2 separate regions of the Arachis hypogaea genome follow, and region 1 is linked to region 2. The links are chromatin contacts, called in public Hi-C maps. All regions are on one chromosome and are shown on one strand. The core of a region is the stretch at or near the end of the contact, and the rest is flanking DNA. Distances in the headings are between cores, read along the strand shown.

What was found. A called contact is a pair of places that touch in the nucleus more often than the background predicts.
Region 1: a contact with region 2 is called in a Hi-C map of an unstated tissue, with 3 times the contacts expected there. The contact joins the promoter of LOC112728701 here to the promoter of LOC112730695 in region 2. A contact is called at or near these places in 2 of 8 Hi-C or Micro-C datasets (leaf and an unstated tissue).

What each region holds. Positions count from the first base shown.
Region 1 is chr12:117,684,341-117,688,211 of arahy.Tifrunner.gnm2.J5K5, reverse strand. LOC112728701 (sugar carrier protein C-like) reads left to right here and starts at 1,514. Exons shown (of 1, transcript XM_025778963.2): 1 at 1,514-3,328. The coding sequence starts at 1,641. The coding sequence ends at 3,191. All of the region lies in intron 1 of LOC112728706 (prolycopene isomerase, chloroplastic), which reads left to right. The region is part of intron 1 of LOC112728696 (putative disease resistance RPP13-like protein 1); the gene reads left to right.
Region 2 is chr12:117,530,639-117,535,040 of arahy.Tifrunner.gnm2.J5K5, reverse strand. LOC112730695 (putative disease resistance RPP13-like protein 1) reads left to right here and starts at 1,286. Exons shown (of 3, transcript XM_025780758.3): 1 at 1,286-1,418; 2 at 2,711-4,402. The coding sequence starts at 2,730. It overlaps LOC114924882 (a long non-coding RNA gene), which reads right to left and starts at 2,147. Exons shown (of 3, transcript XR_003812796.2): 1 at 651-2,147; 2 at 380-466.

The DNA of each region.
Region 1 (3,871 bases), core at 265-2,764, 150 kb before region 2:
CATTTACAACTGGAGTTAGTTGTTCATATTGCACCTTCAGCAGCAGTTTGTAGGTGTGGTAGTTGAAAGACATGTACCAAATCCAAGAAATGAATATGGGAACTCTGCTAAAATTGAGGATCAAGTGTTAGTTTCTTCTGCTTGTAGATTGCTCAATTTATACATAGAATTTTTGGTCTAAAAAAATTCGAAATATTTTGTTTTGGACTATACCACTAGTCTGTTTTTGTTAATTACTACCATAGCAGACATAAATCCAACTAAAGCTTTTAACAAAGACAAACTAACGGCAGAGACTAAAACCAAATGTTTTGATTTAAGTAAATCCATATGATCAATTTGTTAACTTGACACCACAAAGTGCAAGGCAATAATTAAGGGCTCACGTTCAAAGAGAAAAACAAGGATATATATGTTTACCTGCACAAAGAACCCTCCAGCCAGCATGAAAGTCATGACAGTTACTGAAGCCAAAGCTGTTGCCCTTTTCATGTCCATAAGTGTTGCTCCAATAGCAAGTCCAAGTCCCTAAATTCATGACAAACCATATTTAGAAATGAAGGCTAATATTGGTTTCTATGTTAAGCACATAAACAGAACTACTAAGAAAAGCTTTTAGGACCAAATCGAAATCACTGTAAAAAATAGTGACAAAAATAAAGTTTTTCCTTTTCTAATGCAGATACATACCTGAGCCGCCACAATGCAGAGGAAAAAGGGGTAGCATTGAGTCTCAAACCAGCCAAGAAGTAAACAACAAGGAGAAATAGTACTGGTAATATCAAGTCTAGTGCAAGGTCACTTATGATTCTGGCCAAGAAATATGCACTTAGTCCGTACATATCGGCCGCTCGCTCCGTACTCAGTATAGCTAGCTCTTGAGAAATGAGAATGTGACGGTAATGCTAGAACTTGAGAAGGGGGTTGAATCAAGTTGATTTCAGAAAAGAAATTCTTTTAGATGTTTTCCTTAAAGCAGATTATGCATGAGATTTTTTGTGTTTTGCCTCTGAATCCAGAACAGAACAGAGTAGGGAAGAAGAGAATCAGGTAAGTATGTATCCTGTTTTGCCTCTGTATTTTTATTTACATAGTTATAGTTATTTAACGGAATAAATTTGAATAAATAATTATAATATTATTGCATTAAAATTATTCTTAACATTGATAGCGAAACAGAGATCAGAGAATCACCCTTTTGTCATGTGAATTTTCTATCATCATTACAGACATATGCGATATTTTTCAACAACAAAGCTAGCTCTATAAACAATTGAATTAGACAATTATACCAAAAAAAAAGTTATAAAAAAGAAACGTTCATTATAATCTTAATCTTAACTATAAATATAAAAAAAAGTCTCGTGCCCCACAAATTCAACCCAACAGAATACATAAATTCAATTATAATTTTAGTCTTTATTATCTTATCTTATCTTTATCTTATCTTTAGTTGTTCTTATCTTATCTTTATTTGCTTTTATCTTTCATAGGACAATGTTCTATATATTCTTAATTTTACTTTTATATAGTTTACAATTCAATTCAATCAATCAACGATCAATAAAATTTCTTCATCTTTTCTTTCCTTTTTCTTTATTTTCCGTTTTGAATGATCGCTTGTGTTAGCTAATACAATAATGGCGGGTGGTTTCATAGAGAAGGGGTCTTCCGAAAAGAACTATCCCGGAAAACTCACTTTCAGAGTCTTCATAACATGTGTCACCGCTGCATTTGGAGGTCTTATCTTTGGATATGACTTAGGCATTTCAGGTGGAGTCACCTCCATGGATCCTTTTCTAAAGAAATTCTTCCCTGATGTGTACGCAAAGGAACACAACATTAAGCCCACTGATAACCAATATTGTAAATTTGATAGCCAAGTGCTCACACTCTTCACTTCCTCTCTCTATTTGGCTGCTCTTGTGGCCTCAATCTTTGCATCCAAGGTAACTCGAGCCTTCGGTAGGCGCCTCACCATGATCTCCGGCGGTGTTCTCTTTCTCGCCGGTGCAGCTTTGAACGGCTTCGCCCAGCAAGTTTGGATGCTTATTGTTGGCCGCATGTTGCTAGGTTTTGGAATCGGATGCGCCAATCAGTCTGTGCCGATCTACGTGTCCGAGGTTGCTCCATACAAATACAGAGGAGCACTTAACATGTTGTTTCAATTGGCAATCACCATTGGCATTTTTGTTGCCAATATTCTGAACTACCTTTTTGCCAAGATGGAGAACGGAGAAGGGTGGCGCTATAGCTTAGGTTTGGCAGGAGTCCCTGCAATAATGATCATCATCGGTGCAATGTTTCTTCCTGACTCACCAAACTCGTTGATCGAGCGTGGACAAGCTGAGAAGGCCAAGGAGGAACTAATCAAGATTCGTGGAACCAATGATGTTGACGAGGAGTTTAAGGATCTTGTTGCTGCCAGTGAAGCCTCCAAACAGGTCAAGCATCCTTGGTCTTCTTTGCTCAAAAGTGAGTACAGGCCTCACCTCACCATGGCCATAGCCATTCCCTTCTTCCAACAACTCACTGGCATGAATGTCATCACATTCTATGCTCCTGTTTTGTTCAAAACTATTGGCTTTGGTGGAACTGCTTCCCTTATGTCTGCCATGATTACCGGAGGTTGTAACGCCCTTGCCACCCTTGTTTCCATCTTTACCGTTGACAAGGTTGGCAGACGAAAGCTTTTTCTCGAAGGTGGTGCTCAAATGTTTATATGTCAGCTTGTGATCGCAGCTGCAATAGGTAGCAAATTTGGAACAGATGGAAACCCTGGAGTTCTTCCCAAGTGGTTTGCCCTAACTGTTGTGGTATTCATATGTGTCTACGTGGCGGGATTCGCATGGTCGTGGGGTCCACTAGGATGGTTGGTACCCAGTGAAATATTCCCGCTTGAAGTTCGATCGGCAGCTCAGAGCGTCAACGTTTCGGTTAATATGATCTTCACCTTTGCCATTGCCCAAGTTTTCACTTCAATGTTGTGCCATATGAAGTTCGGGCTCTTCATCTTCTTTGCATTCTTTGTGATTGTTATGAGTATCTTTATCTACAAGTTCTTGCCAGAGACAAAGGGTGTTCCCATTGAAGAAATTTCTCTTGTGTGGGAGAATCATCCTTATTGGAACAAATTCGTCAAGTCCTCTGCTCAAAAGAACAAGATTGCTGCGCCAGATTCTCAAGTTTAGGATTCCATAAATATTCTTATCTTTTCTATTTCTTTGGTTTACTGTTTATTATTGGTTTAGGTTTGTTTTTGTCTGGTTGTTATTGATGCGCCAGATTCTCAAAGTTTAGGATTCTATAAATATTCTTATCTTTTTTATTTCTTTGGTTTACTGTTTATTATTGGTTTAGGTTTGTTTTTGTCTGGTTGTTATTGATTCTTTGATATTCTATGAATCTTAAGAAAATTTTATAAATCCTTAAAAAAAAAAAAAAGAAAAGATGAAGAAATTTTATTGATTGTTGATTGATTGAATTGTAAACTATGAAGGTAAAACTAAGTATATATAAAGCATTGTCTTATGAAAGATAAAAGAAAATAAAAATAAGATAAATATAAGACAAGATAAGATAATAAAAACTAAAATTGTAATTGAATTTATGTATTCTGTTGGGCTGAATTTGTAGGTCACGAGACTTCTTTATTATTGTCATGAGCTAAGTAGTTTAATAATTGTCTACCTATACTTTTCCTTTCAATATATTTACAAATTTCTACAATGCTACTGTATGGAGACAAGCTGCTAGCTAGGCAGTATATATTACTGTCTCGAAGGCTTTTGAATATCAATCTCACTGGGAAAAAAGTGGTAGATTTTTTATTCCTATAAATTGGTGTTCCTTGGTGATTGTGAGATTGCAA
Region 2 (4,402 bases), core at 37-2,536:
TTGGCCAATTTTCATACTTGACTACAGAATAAGAGGATGACTAGTGTTGATTCTGATTTTCTACCATTTTTGCATCATGTAAGGGTTCTGTCTATTAATGTACTATGGAAGACTTACGTCCATACTTTATGACATGGATTATTCTGTTTGATATGTGTGAAGTCATGCCAACTTTTGAATTATAGGGTGTCGTTATCCAGAAGCTGCATGTTAGTCCCAATACACTTCCATAGTCAATATCTACAATTTCTAATATATATTCATTTAATAGGGTGTTATATAGTTTGAGTTCTGTCATTGTGTTTGTGTGTTGCTATTGCTGCTACGGTGCTACCACTTACACTGTTTCTGTATATTGGAATTGCCTACATAATCATACCTTGCTTTCTTCAGGTGTGTAAGAACACACAGATCAACTTGCTATACCAATGAATCCCTCTAGAGCAACTAATTTTGTGAATAAAGACTGCAAAAGAAGTCAATAATCAAAGGTAACTTAAGGTTTATAGTTTTTTTGTGCTCATGTTATGCATTATTTAAATCCTTGTCTCCATCTAATTATACTTGTCTTCGTTTTAAATGCGCAGTCTAAGATTGCAAGAAAATTGTTTCATAGATATGATAATGCAAATATTCGATGATAAACTAACCGTGGTTGTGAAAGGCTTCCTCGATATGCAGTTTCAAGCATCCAGTGAGTGTGTTGATCATTAATTTCTTGGTGTTGCTAACTGAAAGACATTAGAAGATCATAACCAATCTGGCAAAAATTTAATTCGTTAAATATATCTATATAAACACAACTCTAGCTCCATTGGTTGATGTTTCATCCTTCATAAAACAAATGTTATACTTTCAATATTCTGCGGCATTATGGTGCTATCTCATTATGCTTCTTATAGTAAACTCGACAATTAACAATTTTGTTATCCTGTACAGGTATTGGGCCTCCCGAAGACCCTGAAAACATATGATTTCTTCCCTGAAATTGGTGAATCTATGATGGGGACTGCTAGCGTAAACTGGTCACAATTCAATGCTCGGTTGCACTCCAGCTAAAAAGCCTGAGTAGAGCTGCTTCTTCTTCTCTAATCTGACTCTTCCAACAATAAAAGTAAACTGCTAGATGTACACTGCCAAATGAAGGAAAATTTCTTAAATCCTGAACGAGGGGGAGCTTTTCTATTCTTCCCCTGCATATATCTTAAGCCATTGCAGTGATTTTGCAATTTTGAGAGTAAAAGTATTGGGATCTGCATCAATAAAAGGTGAAGATGATATCCGGGGCCGAAAATTTCTTCCTCAATGAGGACGAAAGAATTTCTCCAAATAAAGCTCAAAAGTTTGGTACAAAATTTCCAACGTATGCAGGATTGAAGTTGATATAGGAGATGGATTAGATGTTACATCTTCAACAGGTAATTTATTTCATTCTTTTCTAAAGCTATTGCATGCTGTCTATATATATATGTTGTGGTTCTGTAATTTGCAATTTTTAGTGTTTGGGCATTTGACTGAATTGTGATGATTAATTTCGACACTCACTTGGAGGTGTTATTTGTTACCTTACTAAGAAGTAAGAACACTTGCTTATATTATTAAGAAGGGTTAAGTACAATTTTTGTCTTAAGGTTTGTCGAAAAATTTGTTCGTTTCCAACTATTTTTTGTATACAAAATCGTTCCTAAGGTTTAACTTAGTTTTAAAATAGTGATTTGTTCTAAAATTATAATTTTTATTACCAAACTACTCCTAACCAAAAAAATTATAAATTAAGAAAAGGAGAAAAAAAAAAAAACAGAATGGATAAGAGGGAAGAAGGGGGAGATCAGGCGAGGGGAGGGGGGAAGTAAGAAGAAGAAGGGGAAGGGAAGAAGAGGGGAAAGGGGGACGGCGCCGGCGAGGGTTGGAGCTGCCGTCGCCGTCGCTGTCGCCGGCCAGGCTTGGGGTCGCCGTCGCCGTCGAGAATCAGAGCCAGAGGGAGAGAGAGCCTTCTTCATGATCCTGCTCACGTTTGCGATCGGTAGGAACTGGTTCGACTCCTGCGGCGACAGCTCGCTGTTATTGTTCCCAGTGGAGGATGGTGACTTGGTGCGCTCCGCCGCTGCTGGTGATTTTATTGTTGTTGTTGCTGGTGATGGAGAAGCAAGAAAAAGAAGAATAAAAATTGGATATTTGGTGAGAAAAGAGAAGGGTATTTTAGTACTTGAAAGACCATTTTAAAACTAAGTTAAATTTTAAAATGATTTTGTGTGAAAAAAAAGGTTAGGAATAAAAAAAATTTTCAGACCTATAAGGTGTAACAACATTATTTAAGAAAAAATTAAGAGTATTTATTTTGAAATGTGTTTCAATTTTTATTTCTTTTTTTTAATAATAATGAACAAGATTTGTGGAAACTAATTGTATGTTGAAATAATATTATTGAGAATAACATGAAAAGGCGAAAATTTTCACTGATGGCTAATTCCGTAATTGTCCTCCGACATAATCATCTTTATCATGGTGCTGTACGTAAAAGCCAGCATTATTGCACCACTTGATTTTGTCCCAAGACCATAAAGCTCATCATTCATCAAGTCAATTTTAGTCATCACAAATCAAACACTTTTCTTAGCTCCTGTTTGAGAAAACCCAGAGAGTACATTGCAAACTGTGAACCCTTCTTCCCTCATCCTTCACCTTTCTTTCTTCCTTGTGATCTCATCAGCTGCACTTGAGATCCAATCATGGCTGCAAAACTTTATGGTGGAGCATATCTCACTTCCTTTGTTGATGCTATTTTGGAGAAGCTTTCTCCAATACTTGAAGACGACTCATTTGTGGAAAGGAACATCTTGCTTGGAAGGTTGGAGAAAACTATGTATGAGGTTGGACCTGTTCTTGATGATGCTGAGCAGAAGCAGTTCACTAACAAGAAAGTGAAGAAGTGGCTTGTTGATCTCCAAGATGCTCTCTATTTTGCTGATGATTTGGTCGATGAACTCTCCACTAAGGCCGCCATCGCCACCACTCTAAGAGATCCAGGTATCTCTTCTTCCTGTTCTTCTCTTGTTGATTCATATATTGAAGATACTGGTGACATGGAAAAAATAGTTTGTACACTAGAGTCTGTTGTAGCAAAGAAAAATTATCATCGTCTGAAAGAGTGCCCCAAGGTGGACATGTCGTCATGGAGAACTCCATCCACATCTCTCGTTGTAAGTTCTGACATTTTTGGTCGGGATGAAGACAAGGAGAAGATAATCAAATTGCTGTTAGATGATACTCGTCATGCTGAATCATCTGTAACTGTGATCCCCATTGTGGGTATGGGCGGAATAGGAAAAACTACGTTGGCTCAACTGGTTTACAATGATGTCAAAGTGGTGGAAAATTTTGACACGAGAGTATGGGTGTGTGTTGCTGAAAATCCCGACCCTGTTCATGTTACAAGGACAATAATAGGAGCAATAGATTCCTATCCTTGTACCATGGACAATTTTGATTTTCTTCAAACTACTTTAAAAAAAAATTTAACAGAAAAGAAATTCTTAATTGTTTTGGATGATGTCTGGCATGATCATCGAGACACATGGGAGGATTTCCTAAAACCTTTTCGGGATGGGAATATTGGAAGTAAAATTCTCTTAACAACCCGGAGTGAAAAGGTTGCTTCTGTGTTCGTAGCTCCTAATCGACATTATCAATTAAGTTTATTGTCAGGAGAAGATTGTTGGTCGGTGTTTTTGAAGCATTCATCTGTTTCTACTAATTCCGAACAATATGCAACTCTAGAACCAATTGGTAGAAAAATTGTTGAAAAGTGTAAGGGGTTACCTTTGGCTGTGAAGACACTTGGAGGCTTACTGCGCAATAAGTATAATGTAAGGGATTGGGAGAATATACTTAAAAGTGAAATTTGGGAACTCCCGGAAGATGAAAGTAAGATTATTCCTGCATTAAGAGTTAGCTATCACTACCTCCCTTCACATTTAAAGCGATGCTTTGTTTATTGCTCACTGTATCCTGAAGATTATCAATTTGACAAAGATGAATTAGTCTTGTTGTGGATGGCTGAAGATCTCTTACAGCCAATTGAAAACAATGCATTAGAAGATATTGGTTGTGCTTATTTTGATGAATTAGTTGCAAGATCATTTTTTCAACTTTCTAGTGATGATGCTGGGTTATTTGTAATGCACGATCTCATGCATGATCTAGCAACGTTTTTTGCTGGAAAATTCCTTTCCAGAGTCGACAAATTTGGCAATCCACACATGGCAGATAGCAAAACTCGTCATTTGTCATATTGGGATCCAATCTCAAGTTTTCTAGAGCCCTATAATGGAGCAATATATATGAGAACATTTCTATGTGTTCATGCTCAATTAAATGATATTGAATGTGATTTTTGGCTACA